Regions from separate parts of the Hordeum vulgare genome. Here region 1 is linked to region 2. Evidence: chromatin contacts called from public Hi-C data. All regions are on one chromosome and are shown on one strand. Each heading gives the region's core, a stretch centred on a gene start, on an enhancer-like site or on the middle of the called end of the contact. The rest is flanking DNA. Distances are from core to core; before and after follow the strand shown. Region 1 holds the start of LOC123427236. Region 2 has its middle 280 kb from the start of LOC123427236.

Region 1 (6,383 bases), core at 734-3,233, 280 kb after region 2:
GTATCATATCACGGGGTTTGGATGGACCAGCGAAGTTTACAATGACACTTGAGGCGAGAAAGGGTAATGCACGGTACCGAAGAGGCTAGCAAATTGCGGAAAGGATAATGCACTCACATTAGTCATAAAGAACTCATATACTTATTGTAAAAGTTTCATTAGCTCTCTTGAAGCAAAGTACTACCAGTGCGCCCCTAGAGAAGAGGTTGGGAGGAGTTAACCATTGCGCCCCCCGACTAATACACCACAAGGATTTCACCAAGGAATAAAAGTGCTCCAACATCCCGGTCATACCATAATCGACACTTTAATCAAGGAAACCCTCTCTTTGGAGCCCCGCTCTTTCTAAAGAGAATATATTTTTGTTCCAACATGGGTCGACTTCCCCGAGTCAACGACAATTGGAGTATGATCACAGAGTGCCCTATGTAATGCCTGCATCGTTGCCATAGGGAATTTCTGCTCCCGTTCAACACTGGCTAGAACTCGGTCCAACTTCTCATAAGTTGGATTTGGTAAGTTATTCGCCCATGTATATTATCTTCCTGTGAGATCAATCTCTTGTAGGTCAAGACTTTCAATAATAGCGTTAAACATGGACAACCATCTCCGTCAAAATTATCATTAATTTTCTCCACTCTCCTTCTAATGATATTGAAATCGCCTTCGACTAGGATTGGTAACCTTCCATCCCCGCAAATCCTCGCTAAATCAGCGAGAAAGTCAAACTTGAACTCAGGTTGTGCAAGTCCATAAACTGCAACGAGAGACCACCTAAAGTCATCAACTTTCGACTTATAACGTGAAATTTGACTGCATAACCCCCCCTCTAAAAACGTTGCTTACTTCAAGAGTCTCACAATTGACTCCGAGCAAGATCCTGTCGGACCCCCCTCTAGGTGGTAAGCAATGCCAATCAAAATCGGAGCCACCCGAATTTGTTCCTGGGAACTGTGAGGTAAAGTTATCTCTATCATTCTCTAGTAACGCCATAAAGTCCAGTTTTTGCTCGTTAGTAACCTTTCCCAAAAACCTCCTTTTAGCCAAGTCTTTAAGACCTCTGCTATCTCAAAATATGCCTCTCATTTTTCATCATGGAACTTTTGTTTGAATTTGACCCTCGCACTGTGACGCACGGCAGACGATGTCTAAATCTTTCTTTGTCCACTTGCGTTTGGGTTTTTCCTTTAGAAAGAAAAATATATAGCACAAATAATAAAAGATTTTTTGAGGATAGGGACACAGCTAACTTACAGTGGCGGGATACATATGGTGCACTGACGAGCCACCATGTGTCTTATCTTTGTTTCATGTGCTTTTCTATGATATCATCGAGTGTACAAACAAGCTCGTGGAAACAAAATGATGGTATTATCCGCCACGTCAAAAGCAAAACCATGGACGCATAAAACTAAGTGTGCATCAGATGATGCCACCAACCTTAATTAGAGCGTGACGAATAAGTAAACCAAAGCTCTTACCACGTGTACTACATCTATTTTCAAATGACAACTGGAATATCCCCTAAGGAAAAAAAATGCCATTTCCTGTGTGGTCCCAGCAATTCCTTTCTTTTGGGCCCACCCGAACACGAGCAACAGAATAATTTGCGACTGGTAAAATATACATGGTCATTCGTTCAAAAATACAAGTAGATAGGAGTATATTCTACAATAACTAATGGTGGGTAATAATGCACTGGAATTATTTGGGGTGGTCAAACAAATATAGCACCATTAGTTATTGTAGAATATACTCCTACCTACTAGCATCAACATACTACAACCCTAAGAAAAAAAACATCAACATACTACGATTGAATAAAAATAGCTACGATTGACCTATTGAGGGGATCGTGCCAAGATGGTCCAACGGACAGAGCGGCAATGAACACTAGGAAAAACTCGCCCAGTCGCCCGCACGCGCGCGCGCACGACGCGACGCTCCTCCAAGCACCGCACCGCACCGCACCTTCGTCAGACGTCACCACGCACGCACGCACGCACGCGGCAGGACCGCGCTTCCTTCCTCGCCCCCTCCTCCTCCTCCTCCGCCTCCGGCCGCCTATACATACCACCATCTCCTCTCCTCTCCTCTCCTCTCTCCCCTACCGTTCCGCCATTAACCGCCACTACTACTAACGCCTGAATCTTGATCCCACTTCCATGCCTGCGACTCCACGAGTGCGCTGACAACCAACTACCACCAGACTCCATGCGGCATCGGCAGCAAGGGGAGGACAACAAGGAGCTCTTCGTGCAGTGGAGACCCTGCGACAAGAAGAGGTCCTAGTCGCCGGCGACCCGCAGCCGCAGGAACGGATCTGTTTATCGGGTAACTCTTTTAATCGGTGGGTCTTGAATGGTTGATTCGAGCGCGGGTGGGAAGATGAGCGCGCATGGGGGCGGCGGCGGCAGGACGCGGGTGGGGAGGTACGAGCTGGGGAGGACGCTGGGGGAAGGGACGTTCGCCAAGGTCAAGTTCGCCAGGAACGTCGAGACCAGCGAGAATGTCGCCATCAAGATCCTCGACAAGGACAAGGTCCTCAAGCACAAGATGATCGCGCAGGTACCTATCCTCCGTCTTGTCTTTCTTCATCTTCCTCTTCTTCTTCTTCTTCTTCTTCGGAGCCAACGCCGAAAGGAAGAGTAAAAGATAGATTTTCTTCTTCCCAATCCAAATCCATGGCTGGTTCAGATTATTTCTCTTGTACTAAAAGGAAGGATCATCTTTCTTGATCATTAAGCATTGTTAAAAAAATACTAGAGGTTCGTAGGGATGTTTTTTCTAAATAAAAAAATGGTGAAAACTATTGGACGAAAGAGTAGTACTCCTACCATATAGACTTTGTGGAACGCTGAGACGTGAGAATCCGTGAAACTGGCAGCAGACAGAATAGCCTTCTACAGCCAATTCAATGCGCCCGCCAAGGCCAAGGCCAAGGCTTGGCGGGCGTCTCGTGCGCGTTCGTTGGAAAGGGCAGAGTTTAGTAGGTGGTGACCGTGATCAAATTTGGCTCCTGCCTTTTGTTTGGTCTCTCATCCATCTCTCTTTCTTTTTCTCTGCAGATAAAGCGCGAGATCTCCACCATGAAGCTCATCAGGCACCCCAACGTCATCCGCATGTACGAGGTATGCATAGCTTCTTGTCTCTTTAACTAGTACTAGCGCAACCTCAACCTGAAATCATCATCATCATCATTTTAAGGAAAACACAGTAATTATTTGCTCGTATTCCTCGCATAAGGAAATTATATATATCTCCGTTTATCTTTTCATTTCTGATGAAAACTAGCACCTTCTGCCTTTTGACTATGTATGTAAATGACCATGCCCACTTTTAATTGCCGTGTCTTGTAAAGGTGATGGCCAGCAGGACAAAGATATACATAGTCATGGAGCTTGTCACAGGCGGCGAACTTTTCGACAAAATCGTGAGTGCTTCCTACTATATACCTTGCTCCACATTTTGGGTTATGCTTTGCTTCCCACTCTGCCTATATGATGCTTACTTTGTCGTGATCCGTGGTCTAGGCTTCGCGTGGGAGGCTCAAAGAGGACGACGCCAGGAAATATTTCCAGCAGCTCATCAACGCTGTCGACTACTGCCACAGCAGAGGCGTCTATCACCGTGATCTCAAGGTGCTGTGGTGGTTACTCAATGTGCTCTATGTGGAAGAAACAAAAAGTGGCTGATACCATTTTCTCCTTCCACGTTTCAGCCTGAAAATCTTCTACTTGATGCTAACGGCACTCTCAAGGTGTCCGATTTTGGACTCAGCGCCCTATCGCAGCAAGTCAGAGTAAGCAAATTGACTGCTTTCTCTTTTTTCCAGCTTGATGAAAACCATTGTGATGGAAAATTCAGTGTATCCTCCCGCGCATCTGTTTTTTTTCTTCAGTTTTGCTATTTATTACTATCTCACAGTGCATGGTACGTGTCATTGTGAATCAGACGATAGGATCTGATGATTATTTTTGCATATGTTTCTGCTGTCTTGCAGGAGGATGGTCTGCTGCATACGACTTGTGGAACTCCTAATTATGTTGCTCCCGAGGTTCTTCATTTGCATCCACACCTTAAATTAATTATCTACTTCTCTCCATTCAAGTGAATATTTTGTTCTCATTTTTCAATACTCTCTTGGGCGTACAGGTTATAAATAACAAAGGTTATGATGGAGCCAAGGCCGATCTGTGGTCATGTGGGGTGATTCTCTTTGTCCTCATGGCGGGCTACCTTCCGTTCGAAGATTCAAATCTCATGGCGCTTTACAAGAAGGTGAATTACTTTTACTGCTTTTTTTGTTGTCAAAAGCAAGTTCCTTTTTTGCGAGGAAAAATGCTTTTACCAATACGATGCAAGTGCTTGGTCGATGTTTCCAGAATAAGTGCGTGAAAGATAACCTTCTTCTTCATGCAGATATACAAAGCAGACTTCAGTTGTCCATCTTGGTTCTCGACCAGCGCGAAGAAGCTCATCAAGAAGATACTAGATCCTAACCCGAACACTGTATGTTCATCTGTTCATCCGTAGCATGTCAGTTTGTTTTATCCAAGCTTATATCTGAGAGATAGCTCATGTCATTGTTATCTCCCTGTGCAGAGAATAACTATTGCTGAGGTTATTAACAATGAGTGGTTCAAGAAAGGATATCAGCCTCCTAGGTTTGAGACAGCCGAAGTTAATCTGGATGACATCAACTCTATTTTCAACGAATCCGGGGTAAGTATCTCCTCACCATGTTATATCAACATGCGTCCTAATGCCGTGGATGGACTTCATAACATTGTTTGTAATGATCCAGGACCCAGCACAGCTTGTTGTTGAGAGACGTGAAGAAAGACCGGCAGTGATGAATGCATTCGAGTTGATCTCTACCTCTCAGGGCCTCAATCTTGGCACCCTTTTTGAGAAGCAAACTGTATGCTCAACATCTCAAATTGTTCATGAATCAAGTTTTTTGTAACCATGGGATTCTTTTTCCTCAACCTGAAATCTTGATATTAATAGGATTCTGTTAAACGTGAAACACGGTTTGCATCGAGGCTTCCAGCAAATGAAATATTGTCGAAAATTGAAGCAGCAGCAGGACCCATGGGCTTCAATGTACAGAAGCGCAACTACAAGGTGCCTATTATATTAGCAGATAAAAAAACAATTACAGCTTGTTTCCATTTTACCTGAACATTATCCTGATGGCAATTTTCTGGTATTGAATCAAATCAGCTGAAGTTGCAAGGAGAGAATCCTGGAAGGAAAGGTCAGCTGGCGATTGCAACAGAGGTATAATTCATAGTTGGGCTTTGCCTTGTTATATGTTGCTTTGCACTATCTTGCATGGTATATAGACCGACATGGTTCCATCTGTAATAACCTCAGGTTTTTGAAGTGACACCCTCACTATACATGGTGGAGCTCCGCAAGTCGAATGGCGACACCCTCGAATTCCACAAGGTGAGATTACCACAGCTTCTCCACAGTTTAAACTTGCGATACTGCACTGAAATTACTTCGGAACTTCATACTGTTTTAAAAAAAGGATGAACTGTGCTGTTGGTTTTTAAACTGATCCGTTGCATGATTTCACGTCCTGTGCAGTTTTACCATAGTATCTCGAATGGCCTGAAGGACGTCATGTGGAAGCCAGAGGGTAGCATAGCTGAAGGCGACGAGACCCGGCACCGGAGGTCTCCATGATCATATCTGAATGTTAGGAGGTAGAAGATAAAACTAGTCAGGAACCTCAGGAAAGTCCTATGGATGTTTTTTCATGTTCTATCCGTGGTTGTAAACAAATATCCGAGTTTATGGATGAAAAGGTGTGCAAAGCTGCATTGGTTTTAACCTAGTACTCCCTCTATCTGCGTTTATAAGTCCGGCACGTGTACCTAGATCGTCAATTTGATCAAATTAATGATAAGCATATATTACAAAAAATATATCATTGAAAACTTTAGATGTTTTATTTTCTAATGATATAATTTTTATATTAAACAATAGATTTTATATAAATTAAATTGACGACCTAGGTATACGTGTGTGCCTTCTAAACTGTGACGGAGGTAACAGAGGTGATATTTATGTTCTGCTCTACAAGACTTGCACTGGTACAACACTAACTTCCATAGTAAGAGGTCCAATTAAAATACCTGAATGTCACTGCTTTGACGTCAGCTCAGCTTTTTTTTAGCGAATACACTTCATTTTCGTGTACCAATGTTAAAGGAAGACACATGGCAATCATTATCATTCAAAACATTAAGAGCAACTTCAATGGGATGATTCATTTCATCCGTTTAGTCGGCGCGGACAAAAATGATGGCCCAACGCGCTCACTCATTGTCAAAACGCGTTCGCGCAGACCCATTTCTGGTCCAAAT
Region 2 (6,838 bases), core at 864-3,363:
CTTGGCCGCCACACCGTCTCGCTTCGCCCTCTCCTCCTCCCACTTTTCCTCCCGTAGGTTTCTTCAAACCTTCTTCGGCGGTTGTTAGGTTGGGTCGATAGGGTCATCGGTTTCTTCCTCGTTGACTTGGACGACGGTCTTGGCAATGAAAAGGTTCCAGCATTTAACTCGAACCAACAATGCATGATGGTGAAGGACTACTTCTCCAACTTCTTGTACACCAAACACGCACGAGAAAGCTACAAAGTGAAACAATGTTGACAATGCGTATCCGTATAGTGAGCAAGAAAGCAATACATGTTCGGCTAGTGATCAACAAAACTGAAGCATATCCAGCTACTGATCAACTTACTTGCTTGGTGATTTTTGCACCGCTAGGCCACTGTGCGATGAGCTGCTTTAAGTGGCCGCAATACTTGGACAGGGCCTCTTGAATGGTGTATCATCGATGATTGAGGGACGTCCATTCACTGTTGCGGATGACCGCGATGGTGTAGGGCACGAAAATGTTTGTGTTTATGGAACCATATGTGAATGTTCCTCCAAAAGGTTGTGCCCTTTTGCTCCGTGCCATGGAACTGATCGAGGCTAGTTGCCAACCATGCCTCGCACAATAGCTCGTCCTCCCTCATGTTAAAGCTTTCTCCGCTTCCCTTCTTCTTCGGATCGTTGGTTATATCACCCAGATCATCATTATCGTCGGTGCCCTCCTCCTCTTCCTTCCCCCCTCGGGTTGCTGCTCTCCGGCTGCCCATTACTAATGTTGCTCTCTGCCATCGCTGGTCTGGGTGTACGTATGTTGTGTGGCCGTCTAGGTGTACGATTGCTGGTAGTTGTCGGATTGGATGGGGTCTGAGTCTTCCACCTGACCGTCCTCATTGCCCCTCTCCCTCCCTCGCCTCCGTCATGGATGATGTCGAGCATCTCCATATCCGTGTCGTATGCCGGCTACCCAACTCTAGGCATTGCAACGAATAACATGCTGGTACCCATCTACTCCCTCGGTGTCGACCGCGCCCGCTGCATCTGCGTCGAAGAATACTCGGAGAATAGAGGGTCGCGTTGATGTCGATGATGTAAGGCACCGTACTGTCTCGGGTGCCGAGCTACTTGGCGGCGTAGTAGTACGGAGGCTTGTAAGACTCCGGTCATGGCATCGTCTGTGTTGTGCGCATGCCTGTCTTGCGGCATCCGCCACAACTGCGCCAACCTCCACGACATCCATGCCTATCGCCACCAGCATGCCCACCGGTGGCCAATCGCTTCTTGAACTTCTTCTCCTTTGTCGCCTTCGCTTTGACACGACGACCCTGTCACGTCGAAGAGTTGATCTCTCGGGCTGTGCGCGATGCGCGGATCCTTCGGCACTTCCACCAGCTCCATCTCCGACAGGTTCTCCGGTGGCTCCATGCGTCGGCGACGGAAGGAAGGAAATGATGGAAGAAAAGAGCGGAAAGTGGGTGAAAAGCGGCAAGGACTGAATGGGGAATCTTGACAGGGAAGTTGTGCTTTGCAAGAAAATCATGGGCTCCGCCTTCCTTTTAGGTGGGCCAGAGTGGTATACAGCGCCGTTTCTCATATCCAAATTCCCGCAAACCTTCCCCACGTTTGCCTTCGGTTTACAAAAGAAATCACGTCCGGACCGCTCCGCGGATAGATAGAGAACCACGTTGAATGGCTTATGCGGTCCAAACCGTTGCGGATGGTTTGCGGTAACGCTTGGAGGTGCCCTTATAAAGTTAATTTAAGTTTGACCAAATATGTAGAAAGAACAATTAACACGAAAAAATATTGAATAAATAAATTATAAAATAGATCTTGGTGGATATACTGATACTGATTTTGCGTTATTTATTTTCATATTTTTTAATGTATATTTGATCAAATTTAGAAAAGATTAAACTTTTTAACTTAATTTATACGTTATTTATTTGGAGACGGAGCAAGTATAAGTGATAAACTAGTGGGCACGCAGTGAGATATTTGGTGGACAAACATAGCCATCCATCACGCAAGGCCTGTGCGCGGGCGAAACGGGCACACAAGTAAAGAAGACACCTCCTGTCCTGTCCTGTACGTCGCTGGACGAACGCGCCATGCTGCATTGCCAAAGATCAATCGATGAAAGCGAATAGTGAGACATCTGTACATTGCCTCGGTGTTCAGTTCCACGAACCTATCATAATCGTACTTTACCCCTGTAGTAGAATAGAGTAGAGATCGGAGCTGCTCGCACATGTTTATATATATTTGGAAATTTTAAAATCTAATTGTGGTATTTTTTTTGGGAAAGCTACGCATCCATCGATGGATGTCTAATAAATATCCACCACACCGATAACCGTCGAATCTTCGCATGTGCAGCCGTCCGCAGCCATTCGATCTAAATCCTGACACGTGACTCGGTCGTCTTCCTCAACACATTAATTTCTGAAACAACAAATCAGTTGCGGAAACAATCGCTTTGTTTCGGACCCCGATAGAGCTGCAAACGGCTATATAATTTTTTCTGCTACAAAGATTTAATACGGGATGACCAACAGATTGAGCTGACAATTTTTGCAACAAGCATAATGTTGCGTTCGGATGTTTGCAAAGGGACCGTGTTGCGAAACTTTTGCAACACAGATATTGTTGCTGGAATTTTTCTTCTGCAACATAACTAATATTGCAGAATTTTTTCTTGCAACAAGGAAGATGTTGCAGAATTTTTTTCCAAATCAAGCCGCTCGCTCTCACAGTCAGACGAGCCCCGAAACACCTCTACTTATATCTAATATCAAAAATGTTTGCCCTAAAACAATACGTGAGTTGCAGGAAAACGAAAGCGACTTCGACGGACGTACGAACACACAATCGAACGGCCGTGGAGCCGGCGGACGACGGCGTGCGATCGGTCGATAGAAGAGAATCTTTTCTTTTTTTTGAATAAAAAAAGAGTGAAATTTCCATGGGCGGTGGGCTGATCTTACAAAAGATTAGCCGCCTGTGGAGCTCTCTGATTGAGGTGTGTGTGGAGCCGTCTGATTGCAGGCTCGCAACACGCATTTTCCTTTGGTTAAGACTGTGCGCGGTGCGCCGGCCCAACTATTAGGCCGGTCGACCTGCAGTCGTTAGATCTGCCCAATCCGAACCGTCGGATCCCGTCGTCCCCAACAGTTGGTCGCCTCGCACGCGCCGACAGCCTCGCACGCGCCGACGCCCCAGTACGCGCCGACCGCCTCGCCTCGCCTCCTCACCGCTAGTCACCCTCACCGTCGGTCGCCGCTGGTCGCCGCCTCGGCCGCCCATCGAATCACCATGGATACAGCTCCGCGGCTCAGCTCGTCTAGACCGCACGCCGCCCCGGCTGCCCCGCGCTCCGGGACTCAGCTCGCCCCCACCGTTCGCTGCTCCCGCCGCTCGCCGGCGCACTCGCCGTTGCTCATACCGTCGGTCTTCACCTCGTTGGTCGCATCTCACCCCCCTGTGTTGCAAACGCTAGAAAAAAAGTTTCAACTGTGTATAGAAAAAGCTTCAACCGTTAAGACAAAAAGCTTCAATCAAAAAACTTCAACGAGGAAAAGTTGCAAACGTTGATAGAAAAAGCTTCAACCGTATATGAAAAAAGTTTCAAACACCGCTCCGGCCGCAGCATCTCGCGTGGTCACTCTTCAAAAAGTTTCAACCATATATAGAAAAGCTTCAACCGTTAAAAAAAAACTTCAACCAAATGCTTCAACGAAGGAAAAGTTGCAAACGTTGACAGAAAAAGCTTCAACCGTATATAAAAAAAGTTTCAACCGTCGCCCCGGCTGTAGCATCTCGCGTGGTCACCTTTGGTCACCGCCGTCAGGCGCAGCGGCTGCCGGTGGAGAAGTCACAGTGCTCGCCGACAATGCCTGAGGTTGCAGGGGGGAAGGGGGAGAGGAGGAAGAAGAAGGAGGAGGAGGAGGAGGAAGGAGAGGGAGGAATGGGATAGGAAGGAAGGAAGACGAGGTGGGCACGCGAGATATGGAGATCGAACGCCAGCCACGTGACCGGCCGAACATTTCGGCCGGCGCGCTGACGGAAAACATTTCCCTTTTCCTTTTCTCGCCTTCCCATCCTCCTATTGCAATGAAGCAGTGCCGGAACAACAGCCCTTCCTTGGCCAACAATGCAGCGCTGCCATTTGTCGGGATGTCGATTATGTTTACACCAGCCCCGCCATCGTACCACGGACAATGCTGCAATGCAACGTCTGACGGCCCGACAATGCGCCAATGCAGCAAAGCCATGCAACACCGAGCATGCGACAACTTCGACGCAACACCTCTCTTGTCTGGCGAAGCTCCATTACAGCCCAGACGGAGCTCCATTGCATCACCATCACAACTTTCATAACACTAGCAGTGCTCCATTGCAGCAACGATGGTGCGACAAAAGCTGGGCTCCATTGCAGTGCATTGCAGCATCTGGAGCCGGCGATACCTCTCGATTGTAGCATCAACTTTGATTGAAATGTCGACAAGCTTTATGCAGCAGCAGCAAAGCCACTGCCTTGCAAAGCTCGTGACCAACATAGTTGAGATGACGCCTTCACCGGCAACATCAGAGCGGTTGTTTGGCGGAAGCTTCACTGCAGGACACGACAATGCGAGGCAACACTGATGATGCTTGCTGCCGACGGCGGTGCCTCTTTGCACCAGGTGGTCCGCTGCAGACGCAATTATCGTGACAAGTACTGGTGTTGCAGGTGTTGCGAGGCGCGGGCAAAATGAGCTAGCGACTAGGCATTCTCATTGGTGAAAGCACGTAGTAGAGAGGGAGGGGGAGGGGGTACGCGAGAAAAGATGGGAAGGGGTGGGCGAGAGGCAGAAGGATAAGGTAGAGACATACATTTGCCATCTGCGTGTGTCGAGAGACGGAGGCAGCACACATGAGCGTGTGCGATCCCAATCGATCGGACAACTCGTGAGGGGGTTTCTTCAAACAAAATCAGTCAACTGAAGAAAAAGTTTTCCATTCTATAAGAATCGTGTAATATTATCATGTTTGAAGGAGAGCCTACTTTTGTTCTGCCAAAAGATTCAATTTGTCCTTCTCGAAACCGACAGGGAACATCATCTTTCTTCCTAGATGATGTACTACTTAATTACATATTGTTACTAGTATTATCTACTTGATCCACCTATGTTACTTCATGTATCTACACTTTATTTTATCTTGTACAAGTGTCGGAGTTTACACTTTACTTTATCTTGTACTCCTACAAGTGTAGGAGCCTCGCGGATGCAACGACTTCTGGGAACGGTCGGTATTGACAATAAAAATGCACTTAAATATGCAGTTTAAATATCATTAGCAGTTTAAAGAAATGATGGTACTATCATTAGCTGTTTAAATATACATGTTTGGCGCTGAATATTCAACTGCTCGACTTCACAAAGAGCAGGTCTCTTTCAGAAAAAAACTGCTAGAATAATTGTACTAGGATAATTGCCGATCCAATTATTTACGGAATTAAACAATTTGTACTAGGATAATTGCCAGGGCCGGTCCTGGTGTATGGCAAAAGTGGTGACAGCCTAGGGCCGAGGACAAGAGGGGGTCCCATGATGTAAGATAACTAGTATTCCCTCCATCCGAAAATATTTGTTTTAAAAATAGATGTATCTAGATTTATTTTAGTTATAGATATATTTATTTTATACATTTTTAGGATAAGTATTTTTGAACGGAGGGAGTATATAATACAGCACAACAAAAAATAGGTAAGAAAAAAATTATACAAGAGAAAAGAGGCAAGATGGGCTAGACCCATAGCTAGGTAGCGATGCCTCATCCCAGTTAGACGGCCGCTCATTTGAATCTGAAACAAATCAAACAAAGATCTAGTCGGTTCGTTTTCATTACTTCGTCCTCTTCTTGGTCGTTCGGCACCTCGGCCGCGGCTGGTTGTCGCTGCTGCACGCTTCATCGGCCATCCGAGAAAGCAGCAATACAATAGGTATCCATCCATCTACCACAGTACGTATTCATCCATCTACATGTTCATGTTCCATTCCCCAATTCCATCCAAAGCCCAATTTCAGTAGTTTCTTTGATTCTTTAGTATGTATTCAACCATTCATTTATGTTTCATCCATGATCCGTCTTAATTTTTTTCATGTTGTGTACATGTCTCTTTCAATCATCAGGTGTATAATTTTTTAATTCTTTATATTCTTTTTTCTTTATAATTTTAAGATATTAATGTGCTATGTCGTCTAAGGAGAAGCATTTGTTGGATGTTGATGAGAAAAGAAAAAAAAATGAAAAAATTATCTGAAACACTCAGGTCATGTCGTTGAGTTTGCCTATGGCCTTCCGGAACATAGGACCGGCCCTGATAATTGCGTTGACCATTAGCACTTTGATGGTCAGATCCACTTAATTCTCGATTGCCGAAAAACAATTTACTATGTGGAGTAGTACTTTCTCCGTTTCTTTTTAGTTCGCATATAAGATTTGTCAAAGTTAAATTTCATAAACTTTGACTAAATTTGTAGAATAAAATATTAACATTTATAATATTAAATCAATATTAGTAGATGCAACATAATATTAATTTTCGCAGCATATAGGTTTAGTATTATAGATGTTGATATCTTTTGATATATATTTGGTAAACTTTGTATCACTTGACTTTGACTAAATTTTATATGCAGACTAAAAAACGGAGGAAGTACTCTTGTAGAATACCTGCTATTTCAACGGCGGCCTGATCCAGATCTTTGTATTTTTGAATTTTCTATGGGAGAGTATCTTGCTGACCGACATGTGGCTCTATCGTTTAAACTAATCCGATGGTAACTTTCCTCGGAAACTGTTAGAA

The links. Hi-C and Micro-C count contacts between places; a contact is called where the count stands out from the background.
Region 1: a contact with region 2 is called in a Hi-C map of leaf, with 7 times the contacts expected there. The contact joins the promoter of LOC123427236 here to the enhancer-like site in region 2. A contact is called at or near these places in 2 of 6 Hi-C or Micro-C datasets (leaf and seedling) and 1 of 1 datasets of contacts at active chromatin or transcription factors (embryo).

What each region holds. Positions count from the first base shown.
Region 1 is chr2H:355,336,516-355,342,898 of MorexV3_pseudomolecules_assembly, forward strand. LOC123427236 reads left to right here and starts at 1,984. Exons shown (of 23, transcript XM_045111233.1): 1 at 1,984-2,568; 2 at 3,069-3,131; 3 at 3,362-3,433; 4 at 3,534-3,641; 5 at 3,722-3,802; 6 at 4,004-4,057; 7 at 4,156-4,281; 8 at 4,423-4,512; 9 at 4,606-4,725; 10 at 4,808-4,924; 11 at 5,014-5,130; 12 at 5,230-5,286; 13 at 5,383-5,457; 14 at 5,602-5,696. The coding sequence starts at 2,362.
Region 2 is chr2H:355,058,923-355,065,760 of MorexV3_pseudomolecules_assembly, forward strand. No RefSeq gene overlaps it. Among protein-coding and RNA genes, the nearest start is that of LOC123427236, 280 kb to the right of the region's middle. Within about 2 kb of position 2,114, at least 2 of the 3 cell types and tissues checked have open chromatin away from gene starts, as enhancers often do. A contact at or near this core is called in leaf, where this site is marked.